2 separate regions of the Pan troglodytes genome follow, and region 1 is linked to region 2. The links are chromatin contacts, called in public HiChIP or PLAC-seq maps. All regions are on one chromosome and are shown on one strand. The core of a region is the stretch at or near the end of the contact, and the rest is flanking DNA. Distances in the headings are between cores, read along the strand shown.

Region 1 (3,766 bases), core at 104-2,603, 260 kb before region 2:
TCGGGGCTGTCTAGTCACAATGGTCTTTCAGTTTTTCAAACCTCAACCGCTGCCCTAGAGTCGTCTGCATGTGCATTTCTATATGTCTGCATCCTTCCTCTGCAGTGTTCCTGCTCAACATTCTTCTCCACATAGTATAATACAGGCCCCATGAAGACCAGGCTCTTGTCTCTTTCACCTGGCACGTGATATTGCTTAGGAGCAATTTGTTGAAAGAATTATTTAAGAGAATGAGTGAATTTAAGGGAATGAACGGATGAATGAAGTCACCCACGTAATAACTTTTTGTTGTTGTTGTTGAGACGGAGTCTCGCTCTGTCGCCCAGGCTGGAGTGCAGTGGCGCGATCTCGGCTCACTGCAAGCTCCGTCTCCTGGGTTCAAGCGATTCTCCTGCCTCAACCTCCCGAATAGCTGGGACTACAGGCGCCCGCCACCACGTCCGGCTAATTTTTTGTATTTTTAGTAGAGACGGGGTTTCACCGTGTTAGCCAGGATGTCATGTAATAACTTTCAGGCCCCAACCACAGCACCGATTCTCTGACCCAATTTTCATCAGGAAAGCCGACCTGAGGGGGCAGGAGAGGTGACGCCCGATTCACGAACGAGGCGAGGGTGTGGTCAAGGTCAAGGCCCGCAGTCCCTCGCCTCCCAGGCGCGTGGTCTTCTCGGCAGAGACCCCCACTGCCGTCCAGGCCCTCAGCCTCCCAAGGGTCCCATCGCCCGGCCTCACCTCCCACGCAGGCCAGCGCAGCCTTGAAAGCGCAGCTTTCCATCGCCTTCTCGATCATCTTCTGCTCCTCACTCTTGGCTGGACTTGGGATCCCGCCCAGGCTCCCAGGCTCCAGGAGCCGGGGCTGACGCTTGTCACCCACCAGGTACTGCAGGAGAAGGCTGTACTGCAGCGGAGCTTCGGCGGAACCCGCTGCCTCAGGGGCCGATCCCCCGGCATTGGGGGCGGCCGCCGCCATGACAGTCGCTGCCCAAGCAACCCTCGCGTCCTTCTCCCCGCAGCAGATTCGACAAGCGTCACGTTGCGGGCCCTGAGACTAGCCACTGTGACGCAACGGCAGATTCGCCGCAGGAGGAAGCCGCGGCCGCAACGCTCGTCGTGCGCACACCAGCGAGACCGCTATCATGTTTCCAAAAAGAAAGCCTCCTGTGAAAATGGAATTGGGCTTGGACAGCTTTCCCCATGTCACAGACAAACGAGATTCAGATTCACCAGAAAGCGCCCGCACGGTCGGGGCTGCAGCGCGGTGAGTACCGGGATTTGTAGTTCTAATCCGACATCCAACTACATTTCCCAGGAAGCGTTGCGCGTGCTCTCGCGCCTCGGCCCCGCGCGGGGCTCTTACGAGCTCCTGAGGGGAGCGAGGAGTGGCCGCGCGCTCCGGGGCTGCCTTGCTCCGGATCGCCGGGAGGGGACGCGCGAGCATTGTCGCTGCCCTTTCCGCCTCGTGCTGTCATCGGGCGGTGAGGCGTTAAATCCTGTGGTCCCGGAAGGTGCGGTGAGAGGTAGATGCTTTGTAGATAAGCGTGAACTTGTGCTGTAAATGCACGGACCGGGCGCGGGGGCTCACGCCTGTCATCCAGCACTGTGGGAGGCCGAGGCCGGTGGATCACGAGGTCAGGAGTTCGAGACCAGTCTGACAAACATGGTGAAACCCCATCTCTACTAAAAAAAAAAAAAAAAAAAAATACAAAAATTAGCTGGGCATGGTGGTGCACGCCTGTATTCTCAGCTACTTAGGAGGCTGAAGCAGGAAACCCCGTCTCTACTAAAAATATAAAAATTAGCCAGGTGGTGGCAGGCGCCTGTAATCTCAGTTACTCGGGAGGCTGAGACAGGAGAATCTCTTAAACCCGGGAGGCGGAGGTTGCAGTGAGCCAAGATCGCACCATCGCACTCCAGCCTGGGCGACAAGAGCAAGACTCCGTCTCAAAAAAAAAAAAAAAAAAAAAAAAAAAAAAAAAAAAAGATCCTAACTGACAGCATTTGCTGACTTGTGTGGTGTTAATATCCCCATCATGGCTGATTTCAAACTACCAAGCGAGGTCATCAGTCAGAATTGGGAAGACGTACAGCAGCATGTGGTTACATGGTGTTTCTATCACACAGATACAATCTATGGAAATAACCTCAACAGCATAGATAGGAGTACAGTGTAGTAAAATTTTTAGGAGGGGATGAGTTTTGAGCACATATTACCTATTTTTAGTGTAATTTATTATAAATGTATAGAATGTAATTTTTAATAATAACCCTGCTTAACAACCAGCTCAAAAACTCCTGATAATTTGTTGCCTTACTTTTTAAAATTATTCTTTTGAGACAGAGTCTTGCTCTGTCACCCAGGCTGGAGTGCAGTGGTGCAATCTCCGCTCACTGCAACCTCCACCTCCCGGGTTTGAGCGATTCTCCTGCCTCAGCCTCCTGACTAGCTGGGATTACAGGCACATGCCACCATGCCCGGCTAATTTTTGTATTTTTAGTAGAGACAAGGTTTCACCATGTTGGTCAGGCTGGTCTCAAACTCCTGACCTCAGGTGACCCACCCGCCTCGGCCTCCCAAAGTGCTGGGATTCCAGGCGTGAGTCACTGCGCCCGGCCAGTTAGGGCCTTTTTGTTATTGTTGTTAAACATTTACCATTATACCACTGCACCGCAAGCATATTTTGGGAACCAAGAACACTTCCTCCTCTTTGAGGAAACCAGAATTGGGGCCTGGAGGCAGAGAAATTGGGAATGGATTTCTGGTCGTATCCAGGAAAATCCTAGGGGATGTTGGAGAGAGGTTTTCAGTCCCAAGAATGCTAACACTTTGGCATCATTTTGTACTCCTCGTATGAACAAAACGTGGCCTGGGAACACCTCTGGGCATTTAAGCACACTTTTTGCTAATGGCCTGAAGGCAGTGCCGTAGCAAGCATCTGCCTACTTGGGCCAGGGACTCTCAGAAGATGTTGATTGGAAAAGATTCCTCTGCTGGGCACGGTGGCTCACACCTGTAATCCCAGCACTTTGGGAGGCTGAGGCAGGAAAATTGCTTGAGTCTGGGAAGTTGAGACTGCAGTGAGTCATGATCGTGCCACTGCACTCCAGCATGGACGAGGGAACGAGACCCTGTCTCAAAAAAAAGAAAAAAAAAAGATTACTCTAAGTAAACAGTGGTCATTTTATTCAGAGGGCTGAAAAACAATTTCCATCAAGGGCTGCGAAAGGGCTGGGGTGTTCCATAGCCCAGGAGCCTCACAGGTATGTCTGAGTTGTAAGAGGAAGTGAAGTGTCCTTCTTTTAAGGGTCTTGGCTGGGCGCAGTGGCTCACGCCTGTAATCTCAGCACTTTGGGAGGCTGAAGCAAGGTCAAGAGATCGAGACCATCCTGGCCAACATGATGAAACCCTGTCTCTGCTAAAAATACAAAAATTAGCTGGGCATAGTGGCTGCACCCCTGTAGTCCCAGCTACTCAGGAGGCTGAGGCAGCAGAATCGCTTGAACCCACGAGGTGGAGCTTGCAGTGAGCCGAGATGGTGCCACTGTACTCCGGCCTGGAGACAGACAGAGACTCCGTGTCAAAAAAAAGAAGAAAAAGGTGGGGGGTGGGTCTTTGGGGTCCCAGAGAAGAAATGGGTGGGACCTAAGGAGCCGTACTGGAAACCATACTTTTGGGACATGTTGCCCGAGATGAGGATGGAATACCCCACCCGGCAGAAATGGAGACCAGACAGCTGCACAGTCTTATGTGAGGGTGGATTATGTGAGGT
Region 2 (3,432 bases), core at 43-2,542:
CCGTGTTCTAAGCGCTGGGAACCTCTCAATCACCTTTAGCAAATCTGCAGGAAAAACAAGAGCGGCGTTTGCGTGGAAAGGGGTGGTGGGTTGGTTCCTTTCCATGGGGGGGCTCTGCTAACCACACTGGACGTCTATTAGCCAATGATGCTCCAGAGTGAGAACCCAGTGAAGCCGACTGCAAGAATCAGAAGCCACACTCCCAGTCGTAAATGCTTCCACGCTTATCTCTTCCATGAAGGACCTGGATCCCTGGCTCACACCACCTGAAATCAGACTCCGACTCTGTCGTCCTCCCTCATTTCCGTGGACTTTCTCCTAAGCTGGGGGTGCTCGAAGACTCCGGAGAGGAAGAAGGAGCCCATTGTGGTGCCAGCTTTTCCCATTAGTCAGCTTTCTGAGCGCGTGTGCTGCGAGAGCCAGAGCCTGCGAGCTACTGAAATGTGACATTTGCAACAAGCCCCCGGCCCGGGCTCTTACCTGCCGGTGATCACGTCGTTGCAGGAGCGAATGATGACGATCCCCGAGCCGGTGGCCAGCACGGCGTGCACCGAGGAAACCAGCCTAGCGCGGGCGGAGAGGAAAACGGCGCGCGCGCTCAGTCCGGTCCGAGGACCGCAGAGAGCCCAGCCCAGCCCTTCGGCCTGACTCTCCCCAGCCGCCGGCAGATGTGGGGAGCGGGCTCCGGAGGCTCATCGGCCATTCCCGCCCGCCCCGGCCCCGCTCCCGCCAGGGGAGGACGCGGAGGGGCTTCGGGAACTCGGGCCGCCGGGACGCGGAGGGAGCAGCCCCCTGGCTTCCTGCCGCCCCCCTTTTCCGCCCTGGGCCCCGCGGCCGGGTGGGGTGGGGTGGGCAGCGCCCCGGGCCTCGGGGGGCGTCTCGGCGGCGCCGGTACCTGGTGCTGATCATCACGCAGTCGGTGCGGCTCCATCCGGGCTGGGAGCGGCGCAGCGCCCAGGTGCAGAGCGCGAAGAGCCCCGGGAAGAAGAGCGCGCCCCCGGCCAGCGTCAGCAGCATCGGGGCTGCGGGTCCGGCCGCCTCGCTGGCGCCGCGTGGCTGGGTTCGGCTCGGCGCGCCCCGGCCCGGCCGCGCGATTTCAACCCTCCGCCCCTGTCCCCGTCCCGCCTCCGCGCGGCGCTGGCCCCGATCCCGCGGCGCGGCTCTGCGCGTGACCAGGCCCGGCGGCCGCGATAGGGCGGGGCGGGGTCTCTCGCGGTCCCTGGGCCCGGAGGGTTCCCCGGCGTCCCCGGCGGGCGGGTGGGCGGAGGCGGGGACCGAGGCGGCGGCTGTGGCCGGGGCCGCGGCGCGCGCGAGTTCCGAGTCCGCCGCTCCCTCCCGAGCGGCCGCGGGGCCCAGGCGGAGGCGGGAAGGGCCGCGGCTCCCGGCTTCTGTTCCGTCAGCGGACGCGCCCCTCCCCGACCTGCTCTTCTCGCCGGCCCCGGGCGAAGGGGCGGGGTGGGCGCGGGGCCGAGGAAGCCAGGTAGGAACCCCCTCCGGGGTGGGGCGAGGCCCGCGGGGAAGGAAGGGGGGAGGCGGCGTGTGGCCCTGGGTTCGCCGGGCCTCGTCCACCAAGCCCTGGTGCTTCTCGGTGGGAGGCCTCAGGATGTGGCCGAGATGCTTTTCCCGGTCCCGCCAGCGGCTGCAGCCGCTCCGGGGTGGCTCTCAGGAAGCGTGAGGTCCAGGGGCCTCCAGCAGCCCCTCTCCACCTGCACCAGGAGGCGGACTGTGGAGGCTGCAGGCTCTTACTGCCTCTCGGCTTTGGATCTATCCGGAGACACCATCCAGAGGCTTAGTGACTGTGGTGTTGTTCACAACGTGTCGTTGTTTAAAAGTATCGGGGTCGGGCGCGCCTGTAACCCCAGCACTTGGGGAGGCCGAGGCGGGCAGATAACTTGACGTCAGGAGTTCGAGACCAGCCTGACCACCATGGTGAAACCCCGTCTCTACTAAAAATACAAAATTAGCCAGGTGTGGTGGTGCATGTCTGTAATCCCAGCTACTCTGGAGGCTGAGGCAGGAGAATCGCTTGAAACCGGGAGGCGGACTTGCAGTGAGCCGAGATCACGCCACTGCACTCCAGCCTGGGCCACGGAGCGGGACTCTGTCTCAAAAAAAAAAAAAAAAAAAAAAAAAAAAACAGTTATCGGGACAGGCGTCTAAACTTGAATGAATTGGAATACATTTCATTTGTGCCAAGCACCAATCACATGGATGAAGACAGGAATTTCAGTATCATTGGCTTCTGTCCTTTAGGAACTTCCAGCTTTATTTTGCTTTGGTCTGTATCTTCCTCAGCTAACAAATGTAGGGGGTGGGAAATACAGTTGATTTATGTTACTACAAATGAAAGGTCTCCTCAGATCACCGTCGTGCAAAATGCCGACCAAAATCCCGTATGAGGACTTCGGAACAGCTGGGCTCGGCTCTGTGGGCCACGATTTGCTGGTCCGTGAAATGAGAGGGAGGCTGGATCACTAGCTCTTTAACGGTCTTCCAGCTCTAGATTCTTATGAGTCTATGACTTTTACAAAGTGGCAGATGATTTCTGTTAGGTGCCAGTTAAATTACTTTAACACGGCAGTTAGTGATGTAGGAACTGGTGTAGACTGAGCACAGCTTTTGTTTTTTTCAATTTGGATTCATTCATGATGGAGTCTGAAGATGTTTCTCAGGTTTAAAAGATAGTTTTCCTTCAGCGGTAGTATCAGTTACTAGGCTGTGACCTTTTGGAATGAATGTAGCCTCTAACATCTTCCTATAGGTGGTTAAGAAAAGGGACTTAGCCAACAGGAAGGTGGCAGACAGCCTCAAGAAAAGCCTCAAACTTCATCCACTTAGGGCAACATCTCTAACTGCCAAATTCACTGCTGACATTCTCAGTGAAAGGAGAAAGCCACTTCAGGTTGGTCCCAAGGTATCTGACAAATGCGACGCTCTCTTTATTTTCACATTTGCTTGTGGACAAAACCAGCTACCTGTGAATCTCCATTCTCTCCAGGAAAACGACTCTGTGCAGTCCACTGTCTCTTTCCTAAGCATTTATCACAGTGACCTCCAGCGCCAGCGTTTCCAGAGAGTGACAGGTGGTTACAAGTCCTCCCTGCCTTCCCTCCTTAAAGGGAGCAGCAGCTTGGCACTGAGTATGCTCGCACCTTTAAGTGGTGGGAACCAGTCTCCCCCTACACAAGAAGCTGTAAGGCATCTTTATGAATTGAAAACAAAACAAGAGATGTTTCATGGATAGAAAATAGCAAGTAAAGGCCGGGCGCAGTGGCTCATGCCTGTCATCCCAGCACTTTGGGAGGCTGAGGCGGGCGGATCACGAGGTCAGGAGATCGAGACCATCCTGGCCAACATGGTGAATCCCCATCTCTCCTAAAAATACAGAAAATTAGCCGGGCATGGTGGCGGGCGCCTGTAGTCCCAGCTACT

What was found. HiChIP or PLAC-seq counts read pairs in DNA pulled down with a chosen protein or histone mark.
Region 1: a contact with region 2 is called in an H3K4me3 HiChIP or PLAC-seq map of stem cell-derived excitatory neurons, with 6 times the contacts expected there. The contact joins the promoter of TIMM22 here to the promoter of TLCD3A in region 2. A contact is called at or near these places in 1 of 7 Hi-C or Micro-C datasets (induced pluripotent stem cells) and 1 of 1 datasets of contacts at active chromatin or transcription factors (stem cell-derived excitatory neurons).

The regions. Positions count from the first base shown.
Region 1 is chr19:11,465,590-11,469,355 of NHGRI_mPanTro3-v2.0_pri, reverse strand. TIMM22 (translocase of inner mitochondrial membrane 22) reads right to left here and starts at 1,353. Exons shown (of 4, transcript XM_001153337.8): 1 at 732-1,353. The coding sequence starts at 969.
Region 2 is chr19:11,204,144-11,207,575 of NHGRI_mPanTro3-v2.0_pri, reverse strand. TLCD3A (TLC domain containing 3A) reads right to left here and starts at 1,292. Exons shown (of 5, transcript XM_016931108.4): 1 at 896-1,292; 2 at 481-564. The coding sequence starts at 1,017. VPS53 (VPS53 subunit of GARP complex) reads left to right here and starts at 1,408. Exons shown (of 26, transcript XR_010152741.1): 1 at 1,408-1,480.